Regions from separate parts of the Mus musculus genome. Here region 1 is linked to region 2. Evidence: chromatin contacts called from public HiChIP or PLAC-seq data. All regions are on one chromosome and are shown on one strand. Each heading gives the region's core, a stretch centred on a gene start, on an enhancer-like site or on the middle of the called end of the contact. The rest is flanking DNA. Distances are from core to core; before and after follow the strand shown.

Evidence for each region. HiChIP or PLAC-seq counts read pairs in DNA pulled down with a chosen protein or histone mark.
Region 1: an H3K27ac HiChIP or PLAC-seq map of embryonic stem cells shows a contact between it and region 2, with 2.4 times the contacts expected there. The contact joins two enhancer-like sites. A contact is called at or near these places in 2 of 115 datasets of contacts at active chromatin or transcription factors (embryonic stem cells and pancreatic cancer cells).

What each region holds. Positions count from the first base shown.
Region 1 is chr5:122,315,418-122,322,113 of GRCm38.p6, forward strand. Pptc7 (PTC7 protein phosphatase homolog) reads left to right here. Exons shown (of 6, transcript NM_177242.4): 4 at 1,694-1,817; 5 at 4,297-4,426; 6 at 5,399-6,696. The coding sequence ends at 5,457. Among named protein-coding and RNA genes, the nearest start is that of Pptc7, 34 kb to the left of the region's middle. Within about 2 kb of position 2,879, at least 92 of the 459 cell types and tissues checked have an H3K27ac peak or open chromatin away from gene starts, as enhancers often do. A contact at or near this core is called in embryonic stem cells, where this site is marked.
Region 2 is chr5:121,668,437-121,674,549 of GRCm38.p6, forward strand. It overlaps Brap (BRCA1 associated protein), which reads left to right. Exons shown (of 12, transcript NM_028227.3): 5 at 3,649-3,762. Among named protein-coding and RNA genes, the nearest start is that of Brap, 11 kb to the left of the region's middle. Within about 2 kb of position 2,160, at least 13 of the 459 cell types and tissues checked have an H3K27ac peak or open chromatin away from gene starts, as enhancers often do. A contact at or near this core is called in embryonic stem cells, where this site is marked.

The DNA of each region.
Region 1 (6,696 bases), core at 1,629-4,128, 650 kb after region 2:
AGGAACTAGCCCAGTGCCCACCAGTACGATGGTGGTTTTCTCTTCCTGCTTCGTGTTCTTAGTTGTCACTCTTATCTTTAGATGTGAGCTGCCTCCTTCCCTCGATGGCCATGCAAAGCTGAGCCAGGCGTTTGCTCGGGGCACTGTAGATCCTCAGGCGTGTACCAGGCTTACTTTGTGTTTTCTTCCATGTGTTTTCTGTCTCAGCACTTAGTATACAAGTGTGGGGTTTCTGGTAAGCCTGGGGTGCTTTGGCTCTGGCCTCTTGGTCGGTGTCTAAGGTCTTGCTTCTGTTATTCCTAACCACAGGGCCAGGTGGACGATTAGGTCTCTCCTCTGTCTGCCTTTTCAGGCTGGGAAACAGTGAAGGTGGCCTTCAGGAGAGCCAGCCTCACAGGGCTGTGAACTCCTGCCTTTGTGTCCCCCAAGTTAGATCTGTTTCCTTTAGGCTTTGTAAGAAAAAAATACCTGCCATCTCATCCTTTAAAAGTTGAACCCAGCTTGGGCATAGTGGCACACACCTGTCATCCCAGCATCTAGGAGGCCGAGGCAGGAGAATTATGAGTTCAAGTTCAGCCTGAGCTACAAGTTGAGACCTTCTCTCTAAAACAGAAAAGCTATACCAAAAAAACAAAAGGCAGGGGCTGGCGAGATGGCTCAGAGGGTAAGAGCACTGACTGCTCTTCCGAAGGTTCTGAGTTCAATTCCCAGCAACCACATGGTGGCTCACAACCATCTGTAATGGGATCCGATGCCCTCTTCTGGTATGGCTGAAGACAGGAACAGTGTACTTACATTTAATAATAAATAAATTAAAAAAAAAAAAAGGCAAGCAACCGTCCTCCTGCCGCTGGTGTAACCCCATGTTCTCCAGGAGGCTCTTGGGCTAGCTTCTCTCCAGATTGATGGATGCTCTGAGCTTAGAAATCTTCAAGTGTGTCTGCCCCTCTTTACAGAAGTAGTTGTATCCACCACATATTCCTGCCTTTTCTATTTAACATATTACAGATTTTCTCTCAATTCAGAGGGTTATTCTGTTTGCAGTATGCCAATTAGCTAGTTTCTTGAAGCGTTCCATGTCAGGGTGGGAGATACACAGCCCTTAACTGTGCTAGAGCCTCTCTGGGCGCTCATGTTCTCTGCGGGCGGCTAGCCTCCTGAGAGCCAGAAGGGGCGTAGTGGTGTGGGTGGGAGAGGCTGGGATCAGAGACTGCAGACTGGACAGGAACACTCCCTTGCACATAGTGGAGGTTAGACCTGCCTCAGGAGAGAGCCTTCCTCTTGATCCATGTGCCATGCGTGACTGGTCTCTTGGCCTGGACTCAGCTTTACTCAATGGCTTTTGTTGAGCCTTTGAAACATACAGATGATGCTGTCAGCTAGTTTTCTCAGGATTGACATTTTGGTATGACTTCATGTTGTGAGGCGGGGTTAATGCCCCAGCTGGAGCATGGAGGTCACAGGACACTGGTGGCAGTCAGTTCTCTCACTTGTGGGTGCTTAGGATGGGAGAACTCAAGTGAGCAGGCTTGCTGGTCTTCCCCTTGTCTGCTGACTCGCTCGCTAGCCCAGCTTCCTTAGTTGAGGCCATATTTAAAGCCTCCTGACATTGTAAAATGCAGGTAGCAGGGCCTTTGGCACATACCTGCAGGGCTTCCTTCACCTTGCTGTTCCTCCTCTGTCCTTGCCACAGCCCAGACGCTGCTGATAGCACATCTTTCGATGTCCAGTTAGGAGATATCATCCTGACAGCAACAGATGGGCTCTTTGACAACATGCCTGATTACATGATCCTCCAGGAGCTGAAAAAACTGAAGGTAAGGAGCCTGGAGGCCCTGGGAGCTGCCGCTCTGCCCAGTGCCCTGTCCCTATGTTGGTTTGGAAAAGACTGTTTTTTGAACTTCACAAAATGATGGGTATACTATCCCAGGCGATTACAATTGGGAACATTAGAGGAGAACTGGGGGAGCCCTTGGCTCAGCCTTCCTCATAGGGTGGTCCAGGGGAGTCGGAAGTTGCTTTGTTTCCTCGTATCTTATGCACCTGCTTATGCCTCTCTCCTTTTCCTGTCACCACACACCCTGCGGTTGCTGAGGCTGGGAGGTCAGAAGTGAGACCAGGCAGCAAGGAGTGTGGGTGTTGACTAGAGCTATCACTGAGGGAGAGTTTGGCCTCTACCACAAAAGGTGGCAGGACCAGAAGCTGGGCTTTCCAGATTCTCTTAGCCCAGAGAAAGTTCTGGCTGGCAGACCTGGCCTTCTTCTCTGGCACCTTGCCATTCTGGCTTGGGGTGTTTCTTCTACTGTCCAAGCAGTGCCTCCTTGCCTGTGAACTGGGAAGAAGAAAAAGTCTTCCCCTTCAGGGTGGCAGGGAAGAGTAACCAACACCATGGGGAGGAAGTCCTAGCACCGTGCCTGCCCTGTGGTGGTCGCTTGTACTGGGGCACTGTGTGCTGACAGCCGTCAGCAGGAAGCACTCGGCCCACCCTCCGGGGCTTCCAGTGCAGAGGAGAACGGCTGGGGAGGAGATAGATACACAATATAGGCTGCTGGCAAGTGAGCAGGGTTAGAAATAAAGGGGACTCCTATCTTAGATTGGCTAGGGAAGGCCCCTGTGAGGAGGCGGCCTAGACGCACAGACCTGTTGGCTTTTCATTTTCTTTATGAACTTTGCTTTTTAAAAATATTATGTGTATGAGTGTTGCCTATGGAGGCAAGAAGAGAGTGTTGGATCCCCTGGAACTGACGTGAACAGTCTTGTGGATGCTAGGAACCAAACCTGGGTCCTCTGCAAGGACACCAGTACTGTTGATCTCTGGAGCCATGCCTCCAGCTGTCCTAGCCCTCTGCTGGTTGAAAGATGTAGAACCTTTGATGGCAGGGCTGAGCAGAGGCTTGTCCTCCAGCGCCCATTTTATAGATGAGGAAGTGGAAGTAGCTAGGACAGGGCATGGTCAGAGAACGCACAGCAAAGCAAGAGTCTGCTATGGCATACAAAGCCTGCAGGCCAGTCTCAGCATAGCCAGCACCAGAGCACCTCTTACTTGAAAAAAGCTAATATGGCTAGCTAGGTGTTTTCCCAAACATGGGGACTTCTGAGGCACCATGAAAATGTGGCCCAAACCCACCTTTTCAGACCATCCCATTTTAGCAAGAATACCTCAAAAATTTCAAATGGAAGACCAAAAATGAAAATCTTAATTAAAAATGTGGAGCCATTTCAACCAAAGGTTCAGGCAGGGCCTTGATCTGACGGGCTTGGTCCCCGTAGTGCTGTCTCCATGTCTTTTCTCACTGGATAAACCTAAGTGCTGGGGGAGTGTTCAGGTGAGTGTGCTGCCTGCCGCAGACCATCTGGGTCCCTTTGTCTGCGTGGAGCGGGTCTCTGGGTGCAGATGGGCAAGGAGTTGGCGGGTGACAGACAGACCAACACGTGAGATTGTGTAGAATCTGAATGTATTTTGTCATGTTGAGCATCAAACTTTTTATACCGAAGAATAACAAGAAACCAGGCAAAATACGATCCACCAAGTTACAGTGATGAAATACAAAAGGAATGTATACATCAAAAGAAGGCGGGGACCAGGCTGCTGCCACTATGAAGGGAGCCAGGTGTAAAGCTAGTCTATTGTTAAGCCCACCACCAGGGGTTCTGCACTAGCAGGCCTTCTCATGAATACTGCAATACCACAATCCCCCTATTTCCTGGGTCTTTAGAAGAATTTACCAACTTGCTTCTAATATGAAGCTTGCTATACCTGGCTGTAGGGAAGATCTAAGTCTCAGTGGGATTCCCTAGCTCTATTATGGTATTCCCTTGTTTGGGTGAGATTTGTTATTGTCCTTAGTAAATACTTTGCAGACCAGCTCTGAGCTGCTGGCTCCGTTTTTTGTAATGCTTAGTTACTGAATAGGTAACTTCCTTACTGCATTCCTGCCGGATTCCAAGCTCAGTTGCTTCTGGGACCTTGGAACACTGGCGAAGGCTCTGGTTACGTCAGAATTCAATCTTAAAAGGCACTTAAAATAATATAATGCTAAAAGAGAGCGCAGGGATCCATACACCAGACTAACGTGGGAATAGGGTATGTATATGGGTTAATGAGAACGCCAAAGCTCCAGGAGGTGAGTTTCCGTGAAACTCTTTTCCTCAAGTGCTTCCAGGCTTCTCAGCCTGTCAAGCAGACTTTTACTGGAGTGTGCGTGGCAGCTGCCTACAGTGCTGCCTGCATCAAGTGTTCTTATGCAGAGCTCACATGAGGCACCGTGGTAAAAATAACTCCATCCTTCATTTTAGAATTCAAATTATGAGAGTATACAGCGGACTGCAAGAAGCATTGCTGAGCAAGCGCATGAGCTGGCCTATGACCCAAATTATATGTCACCTTTTGCACAGTTTGCATGTGACAATGGATTAAATGTGAGAGGTAAGCATTCTCTGGAAGGTTCTGAGTTCTGGGTGAAAATGTGTAGGTGTGTGTCCTCTTAGCAAGGTCGGAGGGTGGCGGCTCATTTTTCCTGAGCCGCCCTTCAGAACCGACCTTGACTGCCTGAGAGAGCATGGAACCTGAAGCCCTTTACTCCACAGTGCCCTGCTTACCCAGGGCCACATCCCCAGCAGCTAAGTTCTGCCTCCTGAGTGGCTGAGTCCAAACTGCTGCAGCAGTCTGCAGAGGGAAGTTGTACGACCCTGCCATTGGTCTACTTCCTGGTGTGACTGGGGGATCAGGCCCGTCCTGGCTGGATGACATTGGCATCAGAACTGTCTAGGGCTGCCCAGCGTTTGCTAGGGTAATATTATGACATGCTGAGCACATCTGGGCTGAGGAAATGTTAAAACAGAGGAAAGCACATGCCATAGCTTCTTGGCAGATTAGAATACAGGCTATTCTGAGTTTCCAAACACTGGACATGTTTGTCCAAATTAGGCCAGTGCGGTATGTGAGTGCTGGGCTGTAGCCGTCCTGCACTTACTCATGTGATGCTGTGGGCCGACCACAGCCACCGAGTAGGAAAGCGGCAGGGTGGGTTTAAGCTTCAGTTAAATCACAAGGTTGTAGACAACTCAAGTATGTGCTGACCCTCCTGCCTCGGCCCATCAAGTACAGAGCTTGTAGGTTGCACCGCCGTGGCCTGGCCTTGGTGCTGTATAACTGGGCCTTGTTTACTTTAGCTTTGGGAGATGGCATCGGGTAACACTGGCTCAGTTTAAACTCTCTGTAGCTGAGCGTGACGTTGAATTCCTGATCCTCCCCACACTGGAGCTTGCAGCTTTGACTCTCCAGTCTGGAGCATCAGCAGAGCAAACCCACAGAGCTCTTGTCTTCAGTGCTTACGTGAGCCACATCTCTGATTGACTTTTCCTTCAAGCACACTGATAAGTGTCATCTGTGTTTTAGGTGGAAAGCCAGATGACATCACCGTCCTCCTCTCAATAGTGGCTGAGTACACGGACTGATGGGCCACACTGGTGACTCCTGCCTTTCCCCTGTCTCCCGACTTCTCCCTGCCACATGTGCTGATCCTGCTGGCAGGACCACATTTCTTTGCCACTGATCTCAGTGGCCAATGATGGATGCTCTGGCCCATGTTTGAGACCCATCAAGATCCTTGTTGAGAACCACTGCTGTCACCCGCTAGCCCGTACCCACTGGTGACCCACTGAGAGAAAAAGCGAGGTGACCTCTCCCTTCTCCTGGAGGTTTTCAAAGTCTTTTACTTTTCAAAAGCAGTTGAAGTTTTGAAAAGAAGTAATGTTGGTAAAGTGAACTCAAAATGTCAGTGTGTTAAAGGGATGTTAACATTCAACAAGTAGTAAATAGCGGCACCTCGGCCAAAAAACACGCGGATCATCCCAGGAGAAGCCCTGTGTCCCCCAGGCGCAGGCTCTGCGAGGACTGCTGGGGCTTTGTGTTTTCTGTTTGCCAGGAGCCCACAGTCCTGCTCTATCCTGTGCTGGGTCATGACATCCCAACCCCAGCAGCGGACGGTTTTGGTCACAAATTGGAAGAAAATTTTTGTTCTATGGATGCAGATATTTTGTGCTTTTTAAAAGATGCTTAATTGTGCCCCTGTGACTGCAGCTGTGGCAGTCTGTTGATTTGTCCAGGTCACAGGCTAGAGGCCTGGCCCACAGGAGAGGGACAGGGGAAGGAGACTCCTTACCAAAATCTAGTAATGGAAATACCACGCAAAATTTCAGAACTCCTCAAAGCCTGGGAATCAAATGCTGTAGCTGAAGTCGTCCGTGCTGCCTGTAAGATGCCACGGGCCTTCCAGGGCTAGAGTGTGCAGCTGCAGCTTGGGATGGGGTTGGCTGTGGACAGCCTGCTCCTTCCCTCAGGAGCCTCCCACCCTTAGAGCATGCCCCACCTGCGCTGTGTCCTCAAGGTGATGGTGTGGTGGCTGCAGCTCCCAGAGCCCACAGGAAAGCTAGTGGTGACCTGACATTCACAGTGACCGCAGCTGAGTGTGGGGCCCTGAGTCCAGCTTAATGTTTACAGTTCCAATAGCCATTTGCAGTAGGTAACGTTCCTTCTCAGATTTCCCCATTACCTGCGAGCGCAAACTTATTTTTAAGGTTTATGTACAATTGACTGCTGTAAAGATATATATATATTTTTGGGTCCGTTCTTTTCCTTCATTAACTTGGTGGTAGAAAAGCCGTATATACTTAGAAACCCTTAAGTTAAAGCCG
Region 2 (6,113 bases), core at 910-3,409:
CGTGTTCTCCTGTCTTTCCCTGAGAACTCAAAAGTCTTTTGAGTGTCGTGTAATTGCTGTTGGCCCTAACTGCCTGCGTTTACTTTCTTGTGTGTTGGCAGCAGTCCCTTCCACCCCAATCCCATCCAACACCGCCCCTCCCCCCAATACTATGTAGTAGAGAAAGGTTAGAGGGGAAAGCGGGTGTAGACCTAAGGAGCCTACTTCCTGCTGACTAGAGTTCCCTGGGGCAAGTCCAGTCTTTGTGGTCAGAATATCTCCAGCCAGCAATCCAGCAGTAACAAGCCCAGCAGCAGCAGGGAGCGGCAGCCACCTTAGGCCCTCCTGAGTCTTTCCCATTTACACCCTCTCCAGAGTCCCAAATGTAAACTGTCTTCAGCTGGCAAAAATCAAGCCCCTCCTAGAACAGAAAATATTCGGAGTTAACGGCTGTGACGACTGTGGGCAGTCTGAAGCAGCCCCATATCCCACACCTGGGATTACAAAATCATTCAGAGAACATAACTAGGTTTTTTTGAAAAACCAAAATTCTCACTACAAAACCAGGGCTGTCAGGCTTGGTGGCAAGTGCCTTTAATTTTTGCATCATCTTGCTGGCCCCTGCCCTCTCAGCTTTCTTTGGAGGTTCGGGAAAAGTCATAGATTGATAATATGACCTTGAGGAAATCCAGTCTTTGAGGAAGGAATTTGTAAGTCATCATCAGAACATGAAGACCAAAATGGCTGGGTCACGGTAGGGACCTCCCTCGTGTGCTTATGCAGGACTGACTGGGATTCTGGTCCTCTTAAACATAAAAGCATGGAGAGCCCAGCTGGCCAGTGCTGGCACACACCTTTCATCCCAGCACTCAGGAGGCAGAGGCAGGCGGATTTCTGAGTTCGAGGACAGCCAGGGCTACACAGAGAAACCCAGTCTTGAAACAAAGAAACAAACAGTAAAAACACACTCAGCTCTGTAGCTGTCTGGCAGAGGAAGCTCTGATAATGATCCTCTCAGAGTTGAACAACAAATTAAACAAAACCTGAAGTTGGCATTCTTTAAATTTCTGGTTGTTTATAATTCTAGCATTTAGTCTCTTAAGGACAAGGTCTCCTGAGGTCATTAAAACTGCCCTAAAGCAGTGTTTACTTTTCTGTGTATGAGTGTTTTGCCTGCAGGTATGTCATATACTGTAATGTGTGGGTGTTCTTGGAGCTCAGAAGAGTGCATCTGACCCCGACCACTGAAGTCAAGGATGGTTGTGAGCACCATGCAGGTGCTGGGAATCAAACCTGGGTCCTCTGAAAGAGCAAGTGCTCTTTACACTGAACCATGTCTCCAGCCCCTGCCCCTCAGACTCCACCTAACCCTTCCCTTCCCTTCCCCTCCCCTCCCCTTCCCTCCCTCCCCCTCCCTTCTTCTTCCCCTCCCTCCTCCTCCCCTCACCTTCTTTCCCTTCTCCTCTCCTCTCCTCTCCTCTCCTCTCCTCTCCTCTCTTCTCTTCTCCTCTTTTCTTTTCTTTTCTTTTCTTTTCTTTTCTTTTCTTTTCTTTTCTTTCTTCTTCCAGACAGTTTCTCTGTGTGTCCCTGGCTATTTTAGAATTCGCTCTGTAGACCAGGCTGACCTAAAATCAGCCTCAAAAGTATATGTCTTTGATACAGATGAACAGTTCCCTCACAAATATAATGTGCACAGTGTAGGTTAGGTTTAGTCTCCTACCTGTCCTTTCTGTGATGAGTCCTGTTATTTGGTGAGCGCTTAACACATCTCATGATCCAAGGAGGCCTCTGTTTGTTCAGCAGCCTTAGCCAGTGCCTTGTGCTGTAGAAGTTGAGCCCAGCCTGGCTCCTTCCTCAGTAAGCACCTCAGCCTGTGAGATCTTCCTCCTCATCCAGGAATGTCTCTGGGGACACTGGAGGGTGGGGAGGCCTCTTCGTTGTCCCACAGCCAGCTCTACATATGTGAACTTAAAATTCACTGCCCCTTCAGTCAAACTACATCAGGATTGACCGCCCTTCTCGGGGCTGAGTTTAACCAATAGGCTTATGTGAAGAAAGCATAAATAAGCAAAAATCCAAAGTGCAGGTCTGGAGAGATGGCTCAGCAATCAAGAGTGCTGGCTGCTCTTGGAGGGGATCTTAGTTCAGTCTCTGACCAACCAGTTGGCAGTCATAACTGTAACCACACTTGATGGGGATCAGACGCCCTCTTCTGGCCTCCTCAGGCACTGCATGCATGTGGTACACACACATACAGGCAAAACACCCTCACACATAAAATAAAAATTAATGTAAATCTGTGAGCTTACATTACTGGAATGGAAGAAGAAACTGTTGTACTGTGGCTTTGAGATTGAGGGCCTGAGAAGGAGAGGCAGGAAGGATGCTTTGGTGGAACAGCCTTGATGGAAGAGAAAACAGTTTTGTTTTTGAGGAAGCTGTCCCCATCCCCTAAGCAGCTCGTCAGCATGAGTAGTGCTGGAGCAGGCGGCCTTCCTGTGTTTGGTCTGACGCCCCTGCCGGGACAAACTGAGTTTAGCACTGGAGTCGTCTTGTTGCTTTACACTAAGCCTGATCTGGTGTTGTTTTGCGTTACCTTCTCCACGTCTATTACAATTTATGCCACCATGAAAGAGCAGCTCAGTGTTGAAGGCTGGTTAGTCTGGGTTGTGAACTGCCACATGCGGAACTGAGCCCTGGATCTTTGTGAGAGCAGGCAGTGCTCTCTCACAGCCCCAGGCTAGGACACCTTGATCTGCACGAGGCATCCTGACAGGTGATTGGTGTGGAGTGCTTCCTCAGTCAACTGAAGATGAGCTGGCTTTTCATCCGTACTGCTCCTTATTCTTTAACAAGATGATAAGTTTGGGTTTTGTTGGTTTTTTTTTTGTTTTTTTTTTTTTTGTTTTTTTTTTGAGACAGGATTTCTCTGTGTTATCCTGGATGTCTTGGAACTCACTCTGTAGACCAGAATGATCTTGAACTCAGAGATCTGCCTGCCTCTGCCTCCCAAGTGCTGGGATTAAAGGCCTGTAGAAGGGTGCCCAACTTTTTTTCCTTTCTTTTTTTTTTTTTTCCTCAAATGAATGATGGTTCTTTAAGGGCATCATGTATGTATGTGTGTATGTATGTATGCTTGTATGTATTTATTTATTAGATGTATGTGAGTACACTGTAGTTGTCTTCAGGCACACTAGAAGAGGGCATCAGACCCCATTTCAGATGGTTCTGAGCCACCATGTGGTTGCTGGGAATTGAACTCAGGACCTCTGGAAGAGCAGTCAATGCTCTTAACCATCTCTTCACCCCTAGTCTTCGTCCCCTACTCCATTTTTTCCAATTTTTGTGTGACAGTTACAATTTAGTTCCAGAATTTTAAGAAGTATGTGTCTTCTTCCAAGTGCCTCAAAAATAATGACTACTGGGGAAAGAACTGTCCAGAAACTTGTAGACAGATGGCAGGTTGAATGTTCTCTGCTCAGCACATGGCACTACCTTCTGCCTTGTAAGGCAAACCTCTCAACAGCCTGGACACCGAGCTGCAGAGCTCTGTTGACTTGATGGCTCCAGAGCTTGCTGCTTCTATTGCAAATGTGTGGGGATGTGGGAATGGAGAGTGCATCTTCCATGACCAGCCTTTATTTTCCCCTCTCCCTATGGTATGCACAGGCTGATGCAGACAGTTTCTACATGGCGTGCAATGGCCGCCAGTTCAACTCAATCGAAGATGACGTCTGCCAGCTGGTCTATGTGGAAAGGGCTGAAGTGCTGAAATCTGAAGATGTAAGTGTGAAGTCTTCTTACATCTGATGAAATGTTGATCCGTACAGAATTGAATGTTAAGATGCTTGCCAAACATCAGGAATAGGCCTTCCTGTAAAGACTGAGAGTAGAAACAAGATGGGCTCTGGGGTCTGGGAGAAAAGGGGAGTGGGAGGGGCCAGCAAACAGATGTAGAGGTTCTTCTGGGCTAATGGATTGTTGACGGATGGTGGTGCGGGATGTAGGATGAATGGAGTAGTTAGCGTGGACATACTAAAATCCACCCAGTTTAAAATGGAGAGTCTTAGCACTGAATAGGGAGGGGCATGAATTCACAGGTGGTTTGGCAAGGTCAAAGCTAACACTGCAAGGTCCTTCTTAAAAAACAAACATACGAAAAAATGTTATATCTCAGTTTTTAAAGATTTATTTATTATTTATTTTATGTATATGAGTACATTGTAGCTATCTTCAGACACACCAGAAGAAGGTGTCAGATCTCATTACAGATGGTTGTGAGCCATCATGTGGTTGCTGGAAATTGAATCAGGTCCTCTGAAAGAGCAGTCAATGCTCTTAACCACTCAGACATCTTTCCTGCCCATTATATCTCTCATCTTTAAGATGTAGAAAACAGGTTTGGTAGCACATGCATGTGACCCTAGCACTCAGGAAGCAGAGGTAAGAGACTATTGAGTTGGAGGCCAACCTAGGCTATATAATAAGGTCCTGTCCCCAAATCAAAGAAAAGATTTCTGCCCTGTTAAAACTATCCCAGAACGATGGAGTACAGTTTGGAGCAGAAAGAAGCATATTTGTTCAAACTATTAACCCCAATCTCCATCCTAGCTTTTTGTTTTAGGGTTTCTCTGTGTAGCCCTGGCTGTCCTGAATCTTGCTGTGTAGACCATGCTAACCTTGAACTCACAGAAATTCATCTGCCTCTGCCTCCCTGGTACTAGTATTAAAGGCCTGTGCTACCATGCTTAGTTTTTTGTTTTGTTTGTTTAAGGCAGGCTGTCCTAGAACTCACTATGTAGAGTAGGATGGCCTCGAACTCATAGAGATCCTCCTGTCTCTGTCTCCTGAGTGCTAAGGTTCAGTCTTGCTGACTACATGTTCTGGCTCTCATCTGCAGCAGGGCAGCTCCCTCGGAGCCTGGCCTGTACTACTGGCTCACTAGGCCATTTATAGTAAATAGCAGACTTGGCTCTGGAGGCCAGAGAGCCTCCATGATGCTGTAAGATTCTCTTCCTTTTCAAGGAGATCTTAATAGCCAGGCTTTCTCACGATTTTAATCCTAGTATTTGAGGCAGAGGAAGGCAGATCTCTGAGTTTGAGTCCAATATCTCCTCTACAAATAGAGTTCCAGAACTGTCAGGGTTTCACACTCAGCAGATAAAGGTATTTCCTGCCACAGAGCCTGTGAACTGAGTTCAGTGCAGGGAACCCATGTGGGTAAAGGAGAGAACTAACTTGTGAACGTTGTTCTTGGGCTTCCACATGTGTGTAATACATGTACACACACACACACGTGCACACATATATTCTAAATATAATGTAACTTATTTTTTAATTAACTATTTTGTTTTTTTTTTTTTTCAAGACAGGGTTTCTCTGTGTATCCCTGGCTGTCCCGGAACTCCCTCTGTAGACCAGGCTAGTCTCGAACTCACAGAGATCAGCCTGCTTCTGCCTCCTGGGTGCTGGGATTAAAGGCATGTGCCACCACTCCCCAGCCCATAAAAATGTAATTAAAAAAAATTTAAAATAGACCCTAAACTAGACCCAGAAGCTGGCCGTAGTGATGTAGGCCTGGAATTTGAGCATTCAGGAGGTAGAGTCCAGAGGCTGAAGAGATGGCTTAGCACTTAAGCTGCTTCCTGCTCTTGTGGGGGACACAGGTTCAGGTTTTCAGCTCCCTATATGGCAGCTCACATTGCCCTGTGACTCAAGTTCCAGAGGATCCAGTGTCATCTTCTGATACTTACTGGCTCATGCATGCATCTGGACTATGCACGTGTGCACACACACACACACACACACACACACACACACACACACATTTAGACACACACACTCAGACACAGACATATACAAATACAGATTTTAAAATTAAAAAGGTAGTGGGAAGAATTTTAGAACATCAAGGCCTTCAACTACTGCACAAGTTGAGGCATACCTGAGTTAAGCTGCACATCCAAGAGAAACAAAAAAGCAAGATTTAAAAGGGGGAATGAGGGCAGGTGGGGATTGGGAGCTGGAGAGATAGATAACAGTTAAGAGCTCTGGTTGCTCTTATGGAAGATTTGAGTTCAGTTCCCAACACCCACAAGACAGCTCACCACCATCTTGTTAACTTCAATTCCAGA